2 separate regions of the Drosophila melanogaster genome follow, and region 1 is linked to region 2. Evidence: chromatin contacts called from public Hi-C data. All regions are on one chromosome and are shown on one strand. The core of a region is the stretch at or near the end of the contact, and the rest is flanking DNA. Distances in the headings are between cores, read along the strand shown.

Region 1 (5,858 bases), core at 300-2,799, 57 kb before region 2:
GGGGAAACGAAATGAGGAACCTACCCCATTTTGGTCATGCACTGCAACTCCTTCATTATCCTATCCGGATGACTGGTTGGTATGTGATGCTTGATGGCGAACTTGCGACGCAGACTGTCCGGCAGATGCGATTCCCGGCGCAGTGTGCCCAGCAGCACCGTGCTAAAGGTTCCGTTGCCAATCCGGCTGTGAACATCGAACAGCTTGCCAATGTCCGGGATTCGTGTGAGGAGATCATTGATGGCTTCTGCAGCAAAATACAACCAATTAAATTCATCTGTATGCACTAACAAGTTGGATCAGCAACTGAACTTACCTTCGCTTTTGTTGCGTGCCTGTTTGGTTGTACGCGGCGTGGCGGGCAGACCCATGACTGCAGCTCCATTGAATTCCACTGTCTGCTCCTCGGTGGCGCCCGCAGTGGCGAATGCTCTGCCCGAATGCCTGCCCGCGCTTCCAGTTGCCGGAGTGCCGGTGGCATATTGCTGAACGGTCTGGCGCGGCAGCCTTTGGGTTTGCCTTGGCGCCGCACGCCAGGATCCGCCACCATTGGCGTACACCACATTGGTGCTGGGCACTCCCGTTTTGGGGCGACGATAGTGACTGCCTGGTGTGGCCAACTCCTGGCACATAACTCGATCGGCCATTGTTCCTCAGGAGCACAATCTTCTTGGGCATCGGCGTATTGATGGTGCTTGTGGTGGTTTTATGGCGGTTTTTACAGAAAAAAAAAGTGCCTAAAAAGAGCAAATTTTGACACGGAATTTTTTTTATTAAAAAATTTCTGTTCTCGGCCAGGCCAAAGTGTAAAGCAAAGTGTTTCCGAACGGTTGAACAGTTTTGACATTTGCCGTATGGACGAGCGGCAGCAGTAACTGAGATGACAACTCCTCTACTCACTTGGATAGTTTTTGTTTCCAATCCGGAGTCCTGCTGCGCCGCCCTTTTAATCCCGGAACTCTGGCTGTGGCGCAGCGTCCGTTGGTTGTATGTGGATACCCTGGATGGAGCACATGAACAACTCTGGTCACTGGTCGTATTGTCTGAATCGTGTGTTCTGGTCGGCGTTCCGCGGGAGCTGAGGTGCTATCAAACCATCGATGGCGCTACTGATAATATCGATGGTTCAGTTCCAGCCGGTTCGATGCCATCGATGGTTTTTTCGAGATTATGGATCAGTGTGCTCGCCGTCCGCCGGGGATGTAATACCAAAATTGCTTGTGTGCTGCCTCCAACTGGTCACCCTGGTTTGGCGGGAAAATCGCTTTTCCGGCGGAAGTAGAAGTTTATAACAAAAATCATATCAATTAATAATGGATCATGATTTACTAGTCATCTGCCCATTCTTGGATTCAAATATCACGTATTTCTAATTTGACATTAGTAAGCTCTAAAACAAAACAACCCTTTGTCGTAGTAATATATACATTTAATAATTAAATGTAACATTTTGTGCACCAAAGCTGGCACTTGATATACTGAAAATACCGTGAAATAGTATTTTTCGCAGTGTGCTCCGTGCTCGCCACGCGTTAATCGTTTTTTAGTACATTCACCACGGGCGCCGGCGTCATTGAATTGCTCGAAATTTCTGCGAACCTACAAAATTAATCAACTGTTATTCAGACAAAACAAAATGTCATTGGAACAGGTAAGTCCGAGTTGTTGAAAAACGAGCCATCAGTGAAATAACCCCACACCCATCGAATAACACAGCTGAAAAGCGATGTGGCCGAGCTGGCGGCCTTCCTGCAGCAGGCGAAAGGTGCCCGCGTAAAAGACGTGCTGACCACCGCTAAAGCGGAGGCGGAACGGGAGATTGTCAATCTGGAGTTGAAGGCCAAAATTGCGGCAGAGCGACAGGCCACCGGGTCGAGCGAAGCCAAGAGGTGAGCAAATCCATGAGGTCCAAGAAACCCAACACCCAATCGACCGAAACACAAAATCTCTTCGGGATTAGTCCATATCCCAAATGTAGTTCCACATCTTTCTACATCACTATATATGGGCAGAGATTTCTTAAACCATGCAAGCCCCACTAATGAATCCCCATTTCGATCGCCCAGATATCTGCACGAGCTGACCGACTACGGCTGGGACCAGAGCGCCAAGTTCGTGAAGCTCTTCATCACCTTGAACGGAGTGCAGGGCTGCACGGAGGAGAATGTGACAGTCACCTACACACCTAACTCGTTGCAGCTCCATGTGCGCGATCTTCAGGGCAAGGACTTTGGGCTGACCGTAAACAATCTGCTGCACAGTATCGATGTGGAGAAGAGCTACCGAAAGATCAAGACCGACATGGTGGCCATCTATCTGCAGAAGGTTGAGGACAAGCACTGGGATGTGCTCACCGCTATCCAGAAGCGTTTGAAGCAAAAGAAGGACAGCGAATTGTCCAAAGATGGCGACAATCCCGAATCGGCGCTTGTTAACATCATGAAGAAGATGTACAACGACGGTGACTCCAAGACGAAGCAGATGATCGCCAAAGCTTGGACCGAGAGTCAGGATAAGGCGAAGCTTGGCAAGGAGACGGGCGGCGGATTGGATTCTTTCGACGATCTTTAGATATGATAATAACCACACCCATTCGCGAATTAGCTAACTACCTAAGGCACTGCTTCGATTCCAGCACAATTTGTATATGTGGATAAATAAACTCCCAGCTAGGGCATTAAGTTAAAACGAGTGGTGTTTGTTCTTTTTTTTTTTTTTTTTTTTTTTTTTTTTTTGGCTTTTTATATATATATTTGTATATAGGCTTTTATTTAATTAATTAAATTCTTGTGATTAAAATCAATTATGCTGCTCGTCGCTTAGAGTACACCCTTGCGGTCTAATCTATTCCATTTGTAATAGTTAGTTTGCTTTCGAAATGAATTGATAATTACACTTTAGCTGTATTTAAAATACACTTTATATGTTCTGCGATATATATCCAAGTACACATATATAATATATATATATTATATGTGATGCGATGCTCATCATGGCCAGCGCTCGAGAACCCGTGGTGCACTTCATCTTGTTTTTTGCTCGATTTCTTATCAACCTTTTGGCATGCAAATCGGGCAATTGCTTAATTTTCTATAATTAAGTTTACACCACGGGTCAGGTGTGTGTGTGTGTGTGTGTTGTGGTGTGTGTGTATGTCTGTCTGTTTGTATTGGAACAATTTAATTGTTAAACAATTAATGATTAATTATTTTGGTTGCGATCTTTCTCGCCGCTTCGAGTTTACATATACATAAATTGGTATCATTTGGTGTACAATAAAAAGCTGAAAAACGCAACTTAAATTCAAAATACAAATTATAATGATAAGAAAAGAATACAAAATGAAACTGATACAAGATATCGACAGACTGAACATTAAGGCCGATTTTACGAGTACATAAGAACTATACAACATGTGGGCAATTGGACAAACACAATTTACAATCTATATATGATGTATGTAATTTATATGCATAGGTACGATGTACTAAACTATATGTTAACATTGCTAAATCTAAAGAAACAAAAAAAAAAAAAAGAATGAAATCATACAATAAATGTTTAATAGTTGTAGTTATTTAAGGTTTCTGAAACTGATGCCACGGTTCGTTCGTTTGCAATGTAACAATTTCCTTCCGTTCTCTCTAAAAGCTATGGTTTCTCAGTTATTTTTGTTTTTTTTTTTTGTGACCGTTTTTCTTGTTTTGTGTTTTTTGTATATATTTTGTATATTTTGAATGCTCGTGGTGAATACAGTGCGTTTTAGAGCTGTACTCGCTGTACATCGCTTCCATTATAATTGATTTAATTTATCGTGTATTTAAATTCGAACTAAACATCCTATAATTTCACTACACCCCCGAAACGCACTGTATAATTTTAGTGGTGTGTGTGTGTGTGTTTTTTTTTTGCTGGTGGTGCATTTTTGTGGGTTTGAAGAGCGTGATTTTGGAGTTCCCAGACCAAGGAGCACCCACTTCTTGGAGTTGTTTATTTTTTTTTTATATGCGGGCGGTCGCTTCATTTTCTAGCTATGCTTGCTATATCCCTAACCGATCTCTTCTCCTTTCCTTGTATATATATATATATATATAGTATACATATATATATAGAGCTATACTGTAAAAGTCGAGTTGTCTAAAAGCTATTCATCTTTCCAGATCCCACGATCTCCGCCGGTTCCTCTGTTCAAGCGTACAAAAATAAACGTATTCTCTGCATCGCTACAAATCGAATCTGAAGAATTTTGTTGGCTTTACTTTAAAAATTTCTAGAAAACTAGGTATGCGTCCTCTATGTGTTTGCGATCGTATGTGTGTGTGTGTGTGTGTTTTATTTATGCATTTAAATATATTCGATATTGCAGTGTAGATTTAAAATTCCTGTTCTAGGCCTAGACAAAAAATTGATTTAAAATTTTTACTCGAGTCTCAAATTTGGATTGTATATATGGTTGATTCATTTACCCTAGATCAGCGCAGATCGAAGCTTATTGGGGGGTATCCTAGAATACGTACGTAACGACGTTTATACGCTAGCTTTAAATACAAATCAAATGCTTACTTTTGGTTAAGAAAATGCTGTTACTCTAAAACGTCGCAGAAAAAAAAAACAAAATAATAACTGCCTTACTTCGAAATGCATATAAAGTTGTAGGAAACTGGAAATTGCGTATTTAACGTAGTATATTGATTGGTTATAGGGAAAGAGAGTTGAGAGCTTATATAACGACGATTACAGGGGTTCAATACAGTTGTGAAGAAGTAGAAGTACTGTTTATTAAGGGGAGGATATGCTTAGGCGTATCTGGCTGCTAGGGATTCTGCCCTGTCTGTCCTTGAGGCAGTTTCAGTTTTGCTTTCTTTCTAACTTTACTCGACATCTAACGATTCTGATTCTGATTTTGGGTATACTATTAGCTATGGCTTTCCCCTGGATTACAATTTGGAGTGGGGTCACCTCCGATTCTTTGTCTTTTGTAATGGTTTCCTTTCCTTTATGGTTCTCCAGCATTCAGAAGCTTTCTTCTTCGGGGCTCTTCAGCAATTGTATGGCTAATCTAAAGATTCCACATTTTCATTTTTGGTTTAAATCGTTTTCAATGGCCGATCTTCGTCTTTCCCATTCCATTTTCTGATTCTCCGGGATCCTGTCTTCTGATTCTTCAACTATTCTTCGCTCTCCACGCACACACACACGCCGTAGCAGCAGCAGACAATTCCAGCTTGGCTCTAATCCTATCTTAACTATTCACTACCCACAAATACACTCGTCATTTGATTTCACTTCGATCCGCCTGCTCCTCAGCGCACTTGGAGGCTTTTCAGAAAACCCTCGACTTGGCTTGGAAACGGACCTGGACGCTTGGCGTCCGCCGGCGCTGCTAGTAAAGCTCTGTATGATGACGCACTGGCGCCGGAATCTTGGACATGCCCCTCTCTCGCCTGGGCGATACCACGCTGGCCGATCCAGCAGCTGCTCCGGATCCAGCTCCAGCATTTGAATTGTTACTTTCGCAGGAACTGGCGGCGGAACTGCGCTTGGAACGCGCCTTGGCTGGCGGAGAACAGCTCTCCGAACGCTCCAGATTGCCATTGCTGTGCACCCAGGCCGTAGTGAAGTCCTCGTAGACCGGTGTCTTTTTCCCATTGCTGTTGATCTTATTCGCTGCTGTTGCCGTTGCTCCAACTCCTGCCTTTGTTTGATTACCAGCCGCATAGCGTGAGAGTAGTGACTTCATCTTCTCCAAAATTTGGGCATCGTTCTTGGCACTGCTGGCCGCCTCCAGGAGTTGTTGGGCAAGTGGCGAGGAGGCGTGATTCTTAACGGGCGACGTGGTTAGCGAACTGGTGCATCCC
Region 2 (6,280 bases), core at 3,399-5,898:
TGGCAGAACTAAAACTCAAGACCCCGGACTTCAGAACTTAAGACCCGCAACTCTCGACGTGTGTATGTGTGTGTGAGAGTATGCGAGTGTGTTGGTGCTTCACCCTTTATCAGTTGAGCATTTTTCTTATCAGTTTCGACAATTGACGGCGTGAGACTCTGGAAACCAGCAGTCCAGATCTCTGCTCTCGTCATTTCTCTAGAGAATTCGGAGGGTAGAGAGAGGGAGAGAGTGCATTTAATATTCCTTTCACTCCTTTACCCCAGCTTGTTGTTGTTGTTGTTGCGGGCGTCCAACAGGCGTAAACAGCTGTAAATTGTTTGTTGACACAAACACACACACACACAGCTTAGGCGAAAATAATAGTCGATTTATGTTTGAAAATAGTAATGAAATAGCCACAAACAAAGCAAAATTAATGCCAATAACAAGTATTTGATCTAAACATTTATTTTAAGTTTCAAGTTTACTTAATCTGAACTAAATGTGTGCCCGCATCTGTAAGCCGATCCTGTCAACGTTTTGCCTTATTGCTTTTAATTGGCATGCCGACGAATTTGAGGGCGGATGAGCGATTTGGCGGAGAGGGTTATATTCGAGGGGGCAAATTTATGGTGTGCAGCGGATTTTAATTTTATTCATCAGCCGATTTCGCGGAAGAACCCCCATCATCCGCAAGAAAGTCAGCGGAAAGCAAACAAAGCCAAGGGAACGAACTCTTTGCAATTCTTGTTGACATGACAAACCCCAAATCGCGTTCTAGGAAATCGACACACGAACTTTGGCACAAAACTGCCACTGGCAAAGTGCAACAAAAAGTGCCGAAATCAACAAGTGCGTGCGCTTGATAAAAGTGGGTGATACGACGAAACATATGTATGTATATGTACTTATAAACGATGCACATATTGTATATATATGTATGTATGGTGCATTGGATGGTTTTTTGGTGACCCACTCGATGATGATAGGGCATGTGTGCAAGACAATATTTTTCTGGGCTTTATCAAGCGAAAGAACGACAAGGCAAACACACAACACACAAATCCACAATCGCCAAACATGTGTAACGCTCCCATTTGTTTTTATTCCACTGATAAACACATAGTAGTGTCTGATTAAATCAACCGTTTGTCGGTTCTCGTCGAAATGGAAAAGGAAATGACTAAATGCTATATCATATAATAAATCGTCTGTTTGAAATATCACACATTTTAATACAAACCTTTCGTAGAGCTCCGCCAATCTTAAGATTTGTATGCAAATTTTTGGGTTTATTTTGTTTTTGTTTCTCGTTCACAAAAGTATAACAATTGTGGGAAAAATCTAATCGATAAAGATCTCATTGAATCATATCAATATTGCGTGTATATTGGTTCAAAAGGCACTTCACTTCGCGGTTTTTATTCGAAAAAAAAGGGTTTCTTTTCGCACACTGCTTTCAAAAGAACATAAACAAAAAATCCCGCGTCACGGCCCAAAATCGATTGGGTTGTGAGGAGTATATATAGCAATCATTATAACAATATATCCTCTTGAAAGAAATCAAATATCATCGTGTGATATCGTTTTCCCGCAAAATTGAACGCATGTTTTCGAGACAAATTTTCGAAAAGATCTAACGGAAACCGAGACACAACCATCAGCGCGCGGTGTCGGTTGAAAAATTTCAAAAAAATGGGCTGCCGCTGTTCATTATATAGGCTCTGCCGGCGCCGCTGCCTCTCTCTCGCGACGACGACGGCGACGTCGCTGTTAAAACTCTCGCGCCATGTTAACCAGCTGTTAGGGATTATGTTAGGCATTTGAGCGGTTTTTTAAATTATAAAATATGAAATCTTACAATTAATATATATTCAGTAATTCTTTTAACTTATTTGCTGTATAGATACTAATACTTTAATGAATTATTTCTTTTTTTTTGCAGAAATTCAAATGCACTAGGAAATTTGATAAGGAAATATATTAACTTCTATAAAGCACTGCATAAATAATGAATAAAGCGGGTAAGCTCTAAATATATATTCAATTAATCTAGTTTAAGCCAGTGTCTACATTTTGCATATATTTTTATTTTGAGATTAAAATTTTAAATTTGGCGGCACAATCTTTTAACAAAAATGTAACATTGAGAGGCATTTTTAACGGGTATGTTGATTACAGTAACAGTGCCAAGAGCGTAGAGAAAACAATTAAGTGGGGTACAATTCTTAATAACAAAAAAAAAACATTCACTTTTAGACAATGGATGATAAAGGACTATTGTTGTATGTGAGACATTATTATTATTTTTTTTATGGTGAAATGGGTTTTAGAACCACGTCTCTGTTATTAAAGCCATGTTAACATTAACAGCGCTCTCCGATTAAGTGCTGACACAATCTGCCTGCTGTAACACGTGCGTTGCAGCATATCAAACGCTAACTAATACGACATGCCGTCTGGCACGTCGATCCAATCGTGCTCATCTACATCTTCCTCCTGACCTGACCTTGCGGCTGCTGAGGAGGATGCCTCTCGAGAATTCTCCACACTCTCAGCACCCTCGGCACCCTGGGCATTTGTTGCTTCACAGAGCGTGGTCAGGTCATTGATGGATTGCTGATTATCCATCCCAATGTCGTCACTTTCGTCCAGGACAGGTGATTCATCGTCGGATTTCGCCAATAAACGTAGTCCTCGCAAAGTGCGCTTACTTTTGGGATCTTGACTGAAATTTTGCGTATAGATCATATACGTTATAAGCTGCTTCCACGACCAGACCCGACCACCCAACTTACCGCAATGCCTTGTAATAGTATTCCATCGCCTTGACGGGTTCCTTTTGCTTTCGCATTATATCGCCGAGATGGTTGAGCAGATTCACCTTCGGGAAGATAATAACGTGTTTCTCGAGCAGTTTTATGATGGCCTTGGTCGGACCTTCGACTTGACAGATATCGGCAATTAGATTCACCGCCGGCGTGTAGATATGATTGATTTTCAGTGACTTTTCGGCAAACTTCCGCGCAGTCCTTCTCATCCTTGGATCCGGGAAAAGAAAGAGCGTGCGACCAAACATCTGTCGATAAAAGCGAAGCCACATACATATGTATAAAACCATGTAAATGGAAGCATTATATAGCACGTACCGTGAAGCTCCTTGGCGAATTTTGAAAGAGGCGTATCGTCCAGTTGCACAAGGCATTGGCCTCCTTGAATCGCTTCTGAGCCAAATAGCTGTGGAAGAGTCCCCTGTAGATCTCGAAACGATACGGTGCCACCATTTGTGCTGTGCGAAAGGCACACACCGCCTGCGTGTGCCGCTCCAGCGCGATTAACAGACGTCCGCGCAGGATTAGGGCTTCATGGTTACGCGGCTCCGAATCCAGGCATTTTTCTACGAAATTCAAGCCCCGCTCGAATTTTCCCTCATCGTACAACAGCTGGGCATGCGCAAACCAATGGCTGGCCGTGTATTTCACTTCGGAGGACACCTTTGCGAATAGGTAATCCATATCCGCACTGTCCTGCTCACAACCGCCCTCCTGACCACATAGCACCGCCATCAGTCCGATCGCCTCGACGTTGTCCGGATTGGCACACAGCGTCGACGAGAAGATATCCTCCGCTTGAAAGTAATCGCCGTTGTAGTAGAGGCACTTGCCCAGTGCCATCATTAGGTGCTCATTGCATCGCAACGTGGTGTTGTCATGCAGCATGAGGAAGGTCTGCGATGCGTCCGAGTGCTTGAAGTTGAACATTTGGGCGAGAGCCTTGATCCACTTGCTCAGCCAGTCAAAGTGATCGGGCACCGTGGCAGCTAGTTGATAAGGCGAAGATATGAATGGATTACACAGCCTTTGAAAAGCTTTTCATGAAATCAGGAACATATAGGGTGCAAACTACAGGAATCACTTTGAATGATCTAATGGAAAAAGTATGATTTATGTACATATGTACATATATATATATGTAGCTACCGTGCATCACCAGCGAGTTAATCTCATTGCCATTGACTCCCAGTTCCAAAAGCGCCTCGATCACCTGCAGCGCCATTGGGCACTCGCGGATCACTTCCTTGTAGGCGAGCACGGCCTCCGATTTTTTGGTGGTTCCATGTCTGCTGCCATGATGCTGCAGTCTGGCCAGCATCAGATTGATTCTCGGCGATCGCAATGTTGGTGGCACCTGAAGCAATGTCTCTATGGCCATGTCGGTATTCCCAATTTGACGATAACACTCGGCAGCACGGCGACGCTGCTCCGCGTCTCCGAATTCCGGATAGGAACTTTCGATGGCCACCAAGACGGCATTCTTGTGGCGCATCATTAGTCGCCGCTTATGGATGATCTCGTCGAAATGCCTTAGAGCTGCGCGATAATTTCGTTCCTTGTAGTTTGCATTGAGCAGATAGAGCAGCACCTGGTATTCCACATCCAGTGTGGCCACATAGCGATCATTCTTAAGCACGGTTCTCAGCAGATCCGCCTGCCAAATTGTAGGCAATGGAGCGCATTACAACCATGTGGGAATTATATTAGATATTATTGAATATTACCGCTGGAATAACGCACTCGTAAAGCTTGTGATCGTAAAGCTTTTTAGCATTCGCGAATAGCGCGATCTCCATCTTTTCCACGACTATCAAAAATGATGCCATACAGAGTGCCACCTGCTTTCCAATTTCCAGATGCTTTCCAATTTAAAAAATCGTGATTTTGCGATATCGATTCGAAATTTAAATAGTGACCAAAAAGGTTACCCCATCAAATTTCGTAACATTTACAATACACAGAGTTACACCATTGATTTTTGCATTTATTTTATTTGAGATTTACGACGACGGTCTTAAACTAAAACGCTAAGTAATGCCAAAAAGAGTTTTGCAACTTCAATTGTGTATTATTAAGTATCGCTCTAGGTAGCAAATGTTAATGGTATAAATTGTCTTAATTCATAGGCATTCATTTATATTTATTTATGTGAAGAATATGTATATGTATTATAAACCATTTTCTATTAACTGGAAGCTGTAATATTCAACCCGAGTTATTTACAACGCTTGCCCGTCGCCTTTCGCAATTTTTGGGGGCTGCGACAATACTTTTCATGCATTTTTTTTTCTTCTTTTTTTTTTTAATGCGAACGCAAAGAAATATATATATATTTATTATATCGTTTGGATTAGGACTTAGACTATACAATGGGCATACTTCTTGCACTCTATACAACTTTAAATCTTATAAAGGGTAGGGGGAGTGGGGGGTATTACAAACTGAAACAAATACACGTGCTACTCTAACGAAAGCAAACTTTGTCCTCTGGCGGCGACTGGCCCTTTTTTTTGTGGTTTTCGAAAAAATACAAAAGTTGAATTATTCGAGGCGAAAGTCCAGAAAAACTTTTAACATTTGTACATGGAACAAAACGCGGGGAATATTACAATATATATTACTTACAAAAAAAAAAAAACTATTTGCTCAACGATCTCCCGATTAAGCGGTTAACCGAAGCTCCAACAATACTACTACATCTTAGCCTAGGTCTATCTGACTGAAAAAACTGGACTTGGCATCCTTGAAAACTTCGGGAACTAGGGGTACTGGACGTATTCGATGATGACTGGAACACAGTGAAAAATTTGCTGAGCTGACCCACACTCTCGTTACGATGTAATACGTATAGTAGTTCGGTTATAACTACGGGTCTGTTTCGATGGAAATGGCAAATAAAAACCTTGAACGAAACGTGGTTGAATATTCAATTCGACCAAGCTATGCTATCATACCATACTTTGAGAGATTCTTAAAGAACACCCGGGTCGATCCTTGATGTGCCTCCTCATTTTCAACGTGGGCTAACTTATTCGAATCTATTATCTAAGACAAACTGCAGATGTTGACGCCGCTGTCACCATTGCCGCTGCTCCTGCTGCAGTTTGCCCTCCAGTTTGTGCCATCCGTTGCTGGGGATGTGGGTGCGATTGCGTTTGCTAGTGCAGGTGCAACTGTAACTTCCTCATCGTCGTCCGCTACCATATCCGATTCCGGTTCCGATTCGGCAACCACTCCCACCAAAGCCCCTACTCAGTTTTCGTTCACCGTGTCCTCCTCGTGCACCGAGGGGTGTGCGCTTTTTTTCGAGGCGCACATGCTGAAGTACTTGGCCTTGACCTCCTCGATAGAATAGTCCACCTCGATGGCGGGATAGCTGGACTTCTGCAAGAATATCGATCATCAATTCGTATGTTAATTATATGAACTTATGCAAAACGTTACGTACATTTTGTGTGAGGTTT

The links. Hi-C and Micro-C count contacts between places; a contact is called where the count stands out from the background.
Region 1: a Hi-C map of the Kc167 cell line shows a contact between it and region 2, with 4 times the contacts expected there. The contact joins the promoter of CG3226 here to the promoter of APC7 in region 2. A contact is called at or near these places in 1 of 1 datasets of contacts at CTCF or cohesin (the Kc167 cell line), 63 of 107 Hi-C or Micro-C datasets (the D17-c3 cell line, the Kc167 cell line, the ML-DmBG3-c2 cell line and 26 more) and 6 of 6 datasets of contacts at active chromatin or transcription factors (the Kc167 cell line and the S2 cell line).

Annotation. Positions count from the first base shown.
Region 1 is chrX:6,649,939-6,655,796 of dm6, reverse strand. It overlaps CG3226, which reads left to right and starts at 1,549. Exons shown (of 3, transcript NM_132104.4): 1 at 1,549-1,651; 2 at 1,717-1,889; 3 at 2,067-2,684. The coding sequence starts at 1,637. The coding sequence ends at 2,571. It overlaps pigs (pickled eggs), which reads right to left. Exons shown (of 10, transcript NM_001298020.1): 10 at 2,782-5,858. The coding sequence ends at 5,384. It overlaps Cdc7 (Cdc7 kinase), which reads right to left and starts at 1,256. Exons shown (of 4, transcript NM_167080.2): 1 at 901-1,256; 2 at 317-737; 3 at 25-247. The coding sequence starts at 647.
Region 2 is chrX:6,595,456-6,601,735 of dm6, reverse strand. APC7 (Anaphase Promoting Complex subunit 7) reads right to left here and starts at 4,648. Exons shown (of 5, transcript NM_132101.4): 1 at 4,541-4,648; 2 at 3,963-4,470; 3 at 3,132-3,802; 4 at 2,781-3,061; 5 at 2,037-2,710. The coding sequence starts at 4,642. The coding sequence ends at 2,425. It overlaps Pat1 (Protein interacting with APP tail-1), which reads right to left. Exons shown (of 8, transcript NM_132100.5): 7 at 6,265-6,280; 8 at 4,782-6,200. The coding sequence ends at 6,069. pigs (pickled eggs) reads right to left here and starts at 1,674. Exons shown (of 10, transcript NM_001298020.1): 1 at 1,226-1,674.